Regions from separate parts of the Mus musculus genome. Here all the other regions are linked to region 1. Evidence: chromatin contacts called from public HiChIP or PLAC-seq and promoter capture Hi-C data. All regions are on one chromosome and are shown on one strand. Each heading gives the region's core, a stretch centred on a gene start, on an enhancer-like site or on the middle of the called end of the contact. The rest is flanking DNA. Distances are from core to core; before and after follow the strand shown. Region 1 holds the start of Ptcd3 (pentatricopeptide repeat domain 3). Region 2 holds the start of Ggcx (gamma-glutamyl carboxylase). Region 3 holds the start of Vamp5 (vesicle-associated membrane protein 5).

Region 1 (3,699 bases), core at 414-2,913:
ATGTCCATCAGCAGATGAGCTGATGAATCGGCATGTACGCGCGCGCGCACACACACACACATCTATCTATCTATCTATCTATCTATCTATCTATATCATGTTCTATTTACTTAACCCTAAAAAGGAAGGAAGTTCTGATCTATTTATCTATCTATCTATCTATCTATCTATCTATATCATGTTCTATTTACTTAACCCTAAAAAGGAAGGAAGTTCTGATCTATTTATCTATAATTTTGAGGACAGTATGCTAAATGCATTGGCCAGTTACAAGAAGTCGGGGCTGACTGACTCCTTTTACTTGAATAGGGGCCTGAACAGTCAGAATAACTGAAATAGAAAGTAGACAGGTGGTTACCATGCGGCAGGGGCAGGGAAATGAAGACTGACTGATTACATATGGAGATTGCAATGGCAAGATGTGTCCTAGAGGGGGTAGTGCTGATGTTACCAGTGTGGTCTACCTTTTTGTTTGTTTGTTTTTTTATTTTTCGAGACGGGTTTTCTGTGTCCACGAAGCTCTGGAACTGACTCTGTAAGACCAGATTGGCCTCGAACCCACAGAGATCCTCCTGCCTCTGTCTCCTGAATGCTGGGAGGGTTTGTTTTGTTTTGTTTGTTTTTTCAAGACAGGGTTTCTCTGTGTAGTCCTGGCTGTCCTGGAACTCACTCTGTAGACCAGGCTGGCCTCGAACTCAGAAATTCGCCTGCCTCTGCCTCCCAAGTGCTGGGATTAAAGGCGTGCGCCACCACTGCCCGGCAATGCTGGGAGTTTTTAATGCATGTTGAGTTATTAATGGGAGTCTAAGAAGCGTGTATGCTATCGTGATCAAAAAGCATTAGAGAAGAGTCCCCAGGACTTCATAGCCAGGGTCTTGATCCAAGATTTAAAAGTTCATCATCGCTTGGACCAGAGGAGACTAATTAGGAAGTTGATAAGCGTGTGATGTAATGTGATTATAAATGACATAAAACTAGTTGATTAATGAGGAAGATGAACAGATGAAAATGCAGCAAGCGCATTCCTTCCCATTACCAGCAAGCAAGCACTAGGCAGCCAGCCCCCCACCCCCCACCCCGACCCCGCCGCCCCCGGACTGGCTCGGCTCAAAGCCTTCTGGGAATCGTAGTTCCCAGCTCCAACTTCCACAACCCTGTTCTACACGCATCCCACTAACTCCTTACTTGAGCTCTTCGGCCGAATACATTCCGAAGGAAATGCCCTGAAGCCGCCTCCATGGTGTGTGCTTGGAGGCCAGCATCTTCCGAGTCAGTTTTGAGGTCCGTCACTACGAGAGAAGTTCCAGTCAGCCGCAGAGAACGCCACTTGAGTCTTGTAGCGCAGAGCCACCATGTGTTTTTCCACTGCGCTTGCGTGCGAGAACCGCGGCTTGGCAAATTGGCTTGGACGAGTTCATTTTTGCTTTCGGGGTGGGTAAGGAGTGGAAGAAAACTGTCTCAAAACCCTCCTTCAGTTTAAAAGCAAAATTACACAGGAGACTTTAGAACAGCATTTCAAGTAAGTTTATTCGAGGTGAACGATGTGTACTGAGCGTTCCGCTGCTAGTCTAGCCAAACAGGACCTTGTGACCACCCGTTTGGAGATGAGACGTTCCACGCCAGCCCCGCCCCTCGACCCTGGAGGCGGAGGTCGTTCCCGACGTGCTCCGCGAAGAGTCCAAAGATGGCGGCGGCGGCGGTTGCAGCTCGCCGCCTGTCCTTTCGCAGCGGGCTTGTCTTGCTGCAGACCACTCGGGGGACGGGTGTGTGTGAACCGAAGGTCTGTTGCAGGTAAGAAGACCCAGAGTCATTTTGGTCTTGCATTTCCCTGAGAGTCGTGAAAGTAGGTAAGATGCAAAGGCATTTGTATGGTCGAGGCCCGGCCCTCTCAAGGGTAACACGAGGTAGCGTCGTATTTAGTGATCTTTAGATCTGCGAGTTCGGGAATTCTTTCGGAAAATTTTTATTGGTTGGTTGCAATACTATGTATAGCCAAAATTACCCTTTAAACTAGGGCCCTGTTCTCGTGAAGTTTACATTTCCGTGAGTGCCGCTACAAGCCCCTACACAAATTTCTTTATCACCCCCCCCCCTTATTCATTTTAACCCTGCAAAAAAGAAAGGGCAAAGTAACAGATCTTTCACAAATAAAGGGCAGGCTAATATTACCAGTATGGACTGAACGTTATGAGAACCTTCAGCTAAGAATAAGCTAAGACTTTAGTAAAAGCAGAAAGCCTTAAAACGTCTGACCCCATTCTTTCCATCTGGTGGTGTTGCAAATACTTATGTAATTTCTTTGTACATCCTTCATGCAGTGGCCTGGTGGAAATAGGAGGTGGTTTTAAGTCAGTTGTAGAGTGGATAATTAGCTCATACGATGTCTTTGGACCAATACAAAAAAATAAATAAAACTGGGTTACAAGTTTACACTACATCTAAATGCCTCTATAAATGTGGCTCAGAATGTGTGCATGCGGGTGGAGCTGAGTCAGCAGAGCTAGCGGTAGGAGCTGAGCTGAGGCCATCAGGGAGCAGTGCTAACAGTGGGATTTTTGTTGTTTTGTTTTTAATGCAGATTTTATGCTGGAACTGAATCCCTCCCAAAGGTTGAAGGATCAGATATAACAGGTATTTTTAAAACTATGGAAATAGAAGTTTTTAAAAATGAAAAGACATTGTATTTCTTTGTGTTGTTAGAAAATTGTTTATTTTTATTTTTTTTTCTACATAAGGGATTGAAGAAATAGTCATTCCAAAAAAGAAAACATGGTGAGTATTTTGCTATTCACTTACCAGGTGATTGGGTATTTACTGTAAATAAAACATAAGGATTTAAATAGTGCCTAGCACATAGACAAATACCATGTTAGCTGTTATTTTTTAAGTCTTGTTATATAATTTTATGTGTAAACTATACATTTAATTTATAAGTGAACTATTAGGTGTACTTTTGTTTCATTTGGAGTGGCTATTTGATATCATTGTATAAATATGATTAGATTCATTTGTTTCCCTGCATAAGAATAGGAACAGTGGCTGACCATGGTACCATACTCCTTTAGTCTCAGGAGGCAGAGGCACAGGGATCTCTGCATAGTAGGACTAGTGTACCTACTGAGTTCATACAGTAATGCCCTGTCTTTAGAAACAAGAATAGGGATGAGAGAGCACTGGAGCTAAGAGTAGGGACTGGGTTACCTGTGAATACAGCATTCCAGCGTACGCCCCTTTGCACACCTCTATATCCAGAAAAACGACAAGAAATGCAACAGGAAGAGTATTTACAATGTGCTACAATCTAGTTGTCACCTGCCTGTGTTGTATCTTATAGTCCTATATGTATGCAATTTTACCCGTATAGATAGACAGAATTTAGGTATATATTGAGTGTTGTTTTGTAGTGACATACTCCTGTAGTCCTAGCACTCAGGGCAGAAGTTGGAGGATTGTCACGAGTCCCAGGCCAGCCAGCCACTTATTTAAAATTTCCCTTTTTCCTATTGGTAGTTCTTGTGAGATGTATTAGGTAAAGAGTGCAGGAAGGCAGGATGTAATATGATTGTTGATTATGGTGATAGTTCAGACAGGCCTGTGGAAAATGTTAGGAAATAAGAAACGGTTAGCAAGTCAAGGCCTTTAAAAATTCAGTTTATAAGCTACGAGTGCTTTTATTTTTCTGTGTAGCTGGGGGAGAGA
Region 2 (3,699 bases), core at 866-3,365, 510 kb before region 1:
CAGGTTGCAAAATGGCCCCCAGCTAGAAACTGCTGGACTTAAAGGCACATCTTGGCACATCTGTAACCCTGTGAGTTGTCACCCTGGCTATTTCTCTGAATTGCTTAGTGTAACTTCTGAGTAGCTTCACGACATGAACAAAATGTCTCTCCTGTCAGGTGTCATGGTGTTTGTAATCCCAGCACTTGAGAAACAAGAGGAGCACTTAAGAGGCCAGACAAACCTGGTCTATGTAATGAGACTATTTCAAAAGCCAAAAAGAGCCGGGGAGATTACTCCATTGGTAAAAAAAATCAAAGTCCTTGTTGCAAGCGTGAGAGGCTGAGTTCAGGTCACTAGCACTCATGTCCAAAGCCTGCCTGGCATGGTAGCTACCGATCTCAGTGGCTGAGAAACAGGCTGACCCCTGGGGCTTGCTGGCCAGCCAGTCTACCTCAACTGGTGAGCTCTAGGTTCAGGAGAGAGAAACCCCACCTCAAAAACTACGATGGACAGTGGCTGAGGAAGACAGCTGACACCGACCTCTGGCCTAAACTCACCACATGCAAGCATGCTCTTGCATGCACACAGGCATGCAGCTGTTCCTCTACTCCATGTGTCCAAAGCATTTCTAAACACTAAACCCTAACTGCAGATGACAAGGCCAGATAATTCCAAACTTCCAAAGAATTCTTCCATTATTCCAATACCTTCAGCTCTAAGGAGAAGAGATGGGCAACTAGGCTGGAGAGAATGGCTCAGCAGTTATGAGAATGCAAATAATCTTCTTTTTATTTTTCTTTTTAAAAAAGATTTATTTATCTTATATATATGAGTACACCGTAGTTACCTTCAGACACACCAAGAGGGCATCGGATCCCATTACAGATGGTTGTGAGCCACCATGTGGTTGCTGGGAATTGAACTCAAGACTTCTGGAAGAGCAGTCAATGCTCTCTTAACCTCTGAGCCATCTCTCCAGCCTGCAACTGATCTTCCAAAGGAACAGAGTTCAGTCCCCATCACCCATATCAGGCAGCAACTACCTTTAACTCCAGCTCCAAGGGGTCCAACTCCCTCTTCTGGCTTCTACAAGCAAGCACACGCCTGGCCTACAATCACACAGACACTGCCCTGGTTAATCTTCGTCACCTAAAAACAAGCTAGAGGACCTCAACTAAGGAAATACCTCGAAGAAATTGGCCCGTAAGCATTTATGTGAGAGGGCACAGCCTACTGTGGATGGTGCCACCCTGGGCAGGTGATCCCTACTGGTAGAAGAAAGCAGGTTGAACAAACCACGAGGAGCCAGCCAGCATCTACAAGGTTCCTCCATGGCCTCTTCTTCAGTTCTGGTCTCCAGATTCCTGCCCTGACTTCTCTCCGAGATGGACTACAACTGTAAGCTGAAATGAACTCATGCTTTTCCAGGTTGCTTTTCATCATGGTGTTTTTATCAGAGTAATAGAAAGCAAACTAACACATACATACATACACATAAACAAAATAATGATAAATCTTAAAAAGAAATAAGATGACATTTTCCCACCACTACCACCACCACCTCAACCAAAATGTCCCCATCCAGAAAATGGACTTACCAAAGAGAAAACGAAAGACAGCCAGGTTTGCAGGGTCCGTTGGTTTGTTAAGCAGGGTCACGACACTCTGCCAGCTAGATAAATCTGTCCATTCAAACCCTAAAATTTTCTCCATTCGGCTGCCCTGTTTCAGTCCTGATGTCTGTGCAGACTTGTTTTTCTGTACTTTATCTACAAACCAAGACCTGGGGTCAAAAAGTGCGTGGGAAAACCGCAGTCCCTACAGTCTAGGACCTCCACCCACTGGGTTCTTCCACTGATCCAGCTCCTGCAACCTTCTGAGTCTCAGGTCATCCAAGATTCTCCTACGATCTTCCAACACAGACCGCCATCTCTCTCAATAAGCCACTTCCCCACTAAGACCACCGTGCCTCTCGCCAACCCTCAGCCTACCTGAGGCGGGAGCAACCAGTGCGGAGCCGCGGTGCACAGCCATGACTGCAGGGACAGGTGAGCCTCTCTGCAGCCAGGTCGGACCCAGTGGAACCTCCAGACTTAGACTTGCTGTCTTAGGCCCCGCCTCCTCGACACGTAAGCACTCGCGCGGACGGCCGGAAAGCGCCCGCACTGTCGTGAAGGCCGGAACCCCCGGCCCCGCACTGAAGCATAGGGGGCGTGGGCTAGGAGTGTGGGCGGGGCGATCCTGAGCCGAGCCCTGAGCTCAGAGACCGGGTGGGTATGAGGACCTTTGGGGATGGGCAGCGCAGGCGCTTGCTAAATCTAACTTTGGCATTGAGAGGAAGGAGTGACAGTTTTCAGAACAAGTGTCTCTCTCTATACTACTAGCTATCCCATCACATACTTGAACTTCAATCTCGACGCCTGCTTTGCTGTTTTTAGATTGGATCTCTTTTTGTAGTTTTCTCGCTTATGTAAACCAGACTGGCCTCAAATTCACCTGCTTCTGCTTTTGGAGTGCTGGAATAAAAACACTCACCACCATGCCTGCTTTTGAGACCGAACTAGCCTCGAACTCCCAGCAATCCTTCTGCCACTCTGCCTCTGTCTCCCACATTTTAGGATTTAAAAACTAAGAATTATACTTTCCTAATTTCATTGAGTCCTTCCCGAACCCCATCAGGAGTCTCCAGGTTTGAACATCCCGTCCCTGCACCCCCTCCCAAAAAGTCGCGAGGTGCAAAAGGGTAGACTTTTCTGCAGATGTGGGTTGGGGAGTTAAAGACGCACTTGGAAGGGGCTGGGGAGATGGCTCAGCATTTAAGAGCACTGATTGCTCTTCCATTGATCCTGAGTTCAATTCCCGGCAACCACATGGTGGCTCACAACCATGTGTAATGGGATCCGAGGCCCTCTTCTGGTGTGTCTGAAGGCAGCTACAGTATACTTATATACATAAAATAAATAATTTTTTAAAAGATTTATTTATTTATTATATGTAACTACACTGTAGCTGTCTTCAGACACTCCAGAAGAGGGCGCCAGATCTTGTTACGGATGGTTGTGAGCCACCATGTGGTTGCCGGGAATTGAACTCAGGACCTTTAGAAGAGCAGTCAGTACTCTTAACCCCTGAGCCATCTCTCCAGCCCAAAATAAATAATTTTTTTCCATTTTTTATTAGGTATTTAGCTCATTTACATTTCCAATGCTAAACCAAAAGTTCCCCATACCCACCCCACCCCCCAATCCCCTACCCACCCACTCCCCCTTTTTGGCCCTGGCGTTCCCCTGTACTGGGGCATATAAAGTTTGCAAGTCCAATGGGCCTCTCTTTGCAGTGATGGCCGACTAGGCCATCTTTTGATACATATGCAGCTAGAGACAAGAGCTCCGGGGTACTGCTTAGTTCATATTGTTGTTCCACCTATAGGGTTGCAGTTCCCTTTAGTTCCTTGGGTGCTTTCTCTAATTCCTCCATTGGGGGCCCTGTGGTCCATTCAATAGCTGACTGTGAGCATCCACTTCTGTGTTTGCTAGGCCCTGGCATAGTCTCACAAGAGACAGCTATATCTGGGTCCTTTCAGCAAAATCTTGCTAGTGTATGCAATGGTGTCAGCGTTTGGAAGCTGATCATGAGATGGATCTCTGGATATGGCAATCACTAGATGGTCCATCCTTTCGTCATACTTCCAAATTTTGTCTCTGCAACTCCTTCCAT
Region 3 (3,699 bases), core at 444-2,943, 470 kb before region 1:
ATCTACCACCAAGTCTGGTTTGTATGATGCGGGACATCAAACCCAGGGCTTGGGGCAAAACAGGCAAGCCCATCCCCAGCATCCATTTACAATTGAGTTTTTGCCTTAAAACTAAAGTCTTTTTAAAAACTCTTTGTTCTTTAAATTATTTTTATTTTATGTGTAAAGATGCTTCCTCTGCATGTGTGACTGTGACCATGTGTGACACGTGTCCTTGGAGGCCAGAACAGGGCATCGGATCCCCCGGAGCTGGAGTTAACAGACCGCAGTGAGCTGGCATGTAGTGAGCTGGCATGTAGTGAGCTGGCATGTAGTGAGCTGGCATGTAGGTGCTGACAATTAAACCTCAGTCCTCTGGAGGGGCAGCCAGGACTCTTAACTGCTGAGCCGTCTCTGCGGTCTCACATTTTAGCCTTCGATTAAGCACATAAAACAGCACCACTTAATATATTCCTCCGTGAGCTTTTTGTGGAATTCAGAGCACAGCGTATCCTTTACAAGTCTTCAGGCTTTCTGCACCTTTTGCACAGTTCTTTACAAACAACCTCATTTTAACCTTGAAGTTGGCCTGAGGCTGGGACGGGCCAATGAGATTAAGGAAAGGACTTCTCAGTTCCCAGTTCTGCAAGAAAAGCCGCAGTTTCCTCGGCATCTCTCTTCGTCAAGAACTCCATCTTCCTCACCTGTTAGAGGACCATCCCGCAAGGCCCACACCAGGAATCTAAGAGAAAGTGTGTGTTCTCAGGCTGGGCAACACCTGTTTGTTTTCCTTGCAGCAGCTTGCAACTCTGTCCTAAACTCATGCTGTGAAACTCTTCAAGACAGTCTGTGTAGTTTGTATTTTATTCTTATCCAAAAGAGATGGTCTCTGCTTGAGTACCACTTTGGAAGCTGGCTCCCATCTTCTCCTTTGCCTCTTCTGCCTCTTGTTGGTTCAAAACTTGAGATCCATCCACACACCATTGAGACTTTTAGCTCACAGAAATGTCTGCAACACTTTAGCATTTTAAAAATCTTCCTCCCCCAATGTATGGAGATCAGAGGCCAACTTGCAGGAGTTGGTTCTTTCCACAACGCGAGTCCATTTTTTAAAAAGATTTATTTATTTATTATATGTAAGTACACTGTAGCTGTCTTCAGACACTCCAGAAGAGGGCGTCAGATCTTGTTACAGATGGTTGTGAGCCACCATGTGGTTGCTGGGATTTGAACTCCGGACCTTCGGAAGAGCAGTCGGGTGCTCTTACCCACTGAGCCATCTCACCAGCCCTAGCTTACCATTTTTAAGGGTATAACTCGGTGACATACAATGTATTCAGAATACTGCCTGTTCCGTCTGTAAATAATCAGAACTTTGGAGTGGTTGGTGTGTTTTTAATTTCGGGTGAGACGCACTCACCAAGGTGGCAAATACTTCTGGCTTGTTCATGTCAGCTCCAGCACATAGCTCCCACAGATGCTTTTTGCATGACGGAATGACGCCTCCTGGGCTAACTCCTGATGCAGCCCCAGATCCAAGAGACATCGGTCCCCAATTCACCAGGCTGGGGTGTCATCGGAAATCGGACGCCTGTGGCCCGGTAGGAGGCGCCCCACGGGTCCTGTCACCGCTTTCGGTTTGCCCGGGACGGGCACCTCTGAGAAGGCGCGCCCCCCTCCCTCTTGGGCTGCGGGCCCGCCCCGCCCCACGGCTTCCTCCCGGGCCGCGGGCACTGAGGCCGCTCGGGGCAGAGGAATCGGAGCCGGCGAGCAGGCAGCGGCGGCGGCTGCGGAGGCAATGGTGAGACGGGCAGGGGCAGAGGGCGATTGTGCAGGGGCAAAAAGCAGGATTCTGAACCCCAGGGGCATAGGTCACGCTGGTCGCACGGACTAGTCCCCAACTTTGCAGGCAACCGGGGAGGGAGACTTCGGAGTGCGCCCCGTCGGGGCAGAGTGAGCGGTGCTACAGCTTCCCACGCTCCTGGAGCAGTTATCAGCTCCCGGCAATACCGGGCAAGTTACTTAACCTCCACGAGCCTCCTTTTCCGCGCAGTGAAGTAGGGGCAGCAATACTTACCTTGGTGGGTCCTTGAGAGGTTAAAGAAGATGTTTATGGTCGCTGCTGCCAGGCACTCAGAACCCTTTGCTGAGAAGTGGTAGGTAATGCGATGACCTCTCCAGCTCTTCCCCAGGCTAAGAGGAGCCAGAGCTGGCCCAAGGGTTGGAAACCTGAGCAGATGCCTGGTAGAGGCCCCGTGCTGACGTGCTGACAGATAAACACTTCCCTGGGGGAAAAGAGAAAATAAGTTGTTTACTATAAAAGTTCCATGAAGTTATCCCTGTGACCCAGCCTGCTGACTCTTTCCTAACCTCTACCTAGTAACATAATCATGAGTTGAGTCACCTACATTCACTCCTGCTGCAGACTTGCCATTTCCAAGACAAAAGTGTCAGGGACCACTGATGCCTGGATCCCACCTTCCAGGGCTCCTGGGAAGGTGGCCAGACTGGAAGCAAGTTTAGTACTCTAAGATGGGATGGATGTGGCCTGGCTAGGGGTGGCAATGCCTGGATGGCCTCATCTCTAGGGAACTGGAGGCAGGAAAGGGAAGTGTGGCAGGAAGGTAGCCCTAAGCTTTGAGGCCACACCAGGAAACCGAGGGAGGCTCTGAGAATGGGCTGGAGCTGAGAGCCCACTTCCGAGAGTACAGGGCAGAGATGGTCTTTCAACTGGCTCTCAGCTCTTGAGGAGAAGTTCTGAAAAGAAGGCTGCGCCAGGTTAGGTTATCTGGCTGTTCAGGAGAACCTTGGGGGTTCAGAGTCTGGGGGATGCATTAATTTTATCCCTTCAGCCTGTCTCCAGCTCCATCATCTATCTCTTCTTCCCTTGTCCCCCTTTCTGTCTCCAGCTCTTTCCTCCTGCATCCCATCCCTCTGACTACCATATATACCCCCACCCCCAACTGATTTCCCTTTCCTTTCCCTTTTCTTCACTGGGACTCATTCAGTCAAAATGATTTAAGAAAAAAATTCTTTTTTGCCATTGGAATAGCACAAAACAGTGATGGAGGAGATGAAAATGAGAGATGGAAATGAGCAATATTTTTTTGCATGTGTGGTATGCACGCTTGTTCACGTGTCTGGGCACATGCCTGTTTAGATACATGTGGAAGTCAGAGGCTGATGTCAGGTGTCTTATTAAACAGCTTTCCACTTTATTTTTGGAGACGGGATCTCTGGTTCAACCTGGAGCTCACCAGTTTGTCTCGTCTAGCTGCCAGCTTGTCCTTGGGACCGGCCCCTTCTTCCTGCCCCTAGGATTACAGGCAGACTGCCTGGCTTTTATGTGGGTGCTAGGGAGTCAGACTCTGGTCCCCAAACTTGTGCAACAGGGGATTTATTTATGGAGGCATCTTCCTAGCACCATAGATCATTTTAAAAGATTTTATTCATGTGTATGAATTTTCCCCTGCATGTATGTGTGCGGGGTACCATGTGTGTGCAGTGCCTGTGGAGGCCAGAAGAGGGAATTTCACCTTGTACTGGAATTTTAGGCACCCGTGAGCCGCCAAGTGGGTGCTAGGAACCCAGATCTTCTAGAAAAGCAGCAAGTGCTCTTAAATGCTGAGCCACCTCTCCAGCCCCACCATAAATAACTAAAAATTATTTAGCCTGCTTGTTTGGTTTTGGGGGACAAGGTCTCATGTAGATCAGATTGAT

What was found. Promoter capture Hi-C pulls out the DNA fragments that hold promoters and counts their contacts. HiChIP or PLAC-seq counts read pairs in DNA pulled down with a chosen protein or histone mark.
Region 2: a promoter capture Hi-C map of erythroid cells shows a contact between it and region 1, with 3 times the contacts expected there. The contact joins the promoter of Ggcx here to the promoter of Ptcd3 in region 1. A contact is called at or near these places in 2 of 39 promoter capture datasets (embryonic stem cells and erythroid cells), 3 of 115 datasets of contacts at active chromatin or transcription factors (embryonic stem cells, microglia and stem cell-derived neural progenitor cells) and 3 of 9 other capture datasets (embryonic stem cells, liver and pancreatic islet).
Region 3: an H3K27ac HiChIP or PLAC-seq map of microglia shows a contact between it and region 1, with 6 times the contacts expected there. The contact joins the promoter of Vamp5 here to the promoter of Ptcd3 in region 1. A contact is called at or near these places in 9 of 39 promoter capture datasets (the 3T3-L1 cell line, the C10 cell line, the HPC-7 cell line and 3 more), 1 of 484 Hi-C or Micro-C datasets (CD4 T cells), 6 of 115 datasets of contacts at active chromatin or transcription factors (acute myeloid leukemia, bone marrow-derived macrophages, microglia and 3 more) and 4 of 9 other capture datasets (adipose tissue, liver, macrophages and 1 more).

Annotation. Positions count from the first base shown.
Region 1 is chr6:71,906,726-71,910,424 of GRCm38.p6, reverse strand. Ptcd3 (pentatricopeptide repeat domain 3) reads left to right here and starts at 1,663. Exons shown (of 24, transcript NM_027275.3): 1 at 1,663-1,791; 2 at 2,579-2,631; 3 at 2,736-2,772. The coding sequence starts at 1,685. Polr1a (polymerase (RNA) I polypeptide A) reads right to left here and starts at 1,372. Exons shown (of 34, transcript NM_009088.3): 1 at 1,186-1,372. The coding sequence starts at 1,262.
Region 2 is chr6:72,412,724-72,416,422 of GRCm38.p6, reverse strand. It overlaps Ggcx (gamma-glutamyl carboxylase), which reads right to left and starts at 2,115. Exons shown (of 15, transcript NM_019802.5): 1 at 1,974-2,115; 2 at 1,581-1,751. The coding sequence starts at 2,016.
Region 3 is chr6:72,378,462-72,382,160 of GRCm38.p6, reverse strand. Vamp5 (vesicle-associated membrane protein 5) reads left to right here and starts at 1,693. Exons shown (of 3, transcript NM_016872.4): 1 at 1,693-1,780. The coding sequence starts at 1,778. It overlaps Gm52494 (a long non-coding RNA gene), which reads right to left and starts at 2,879. Exons shown (of 3, transcript XR_003956310.1): 1 at 2,388-2,879; 2 at 2,057-2,264.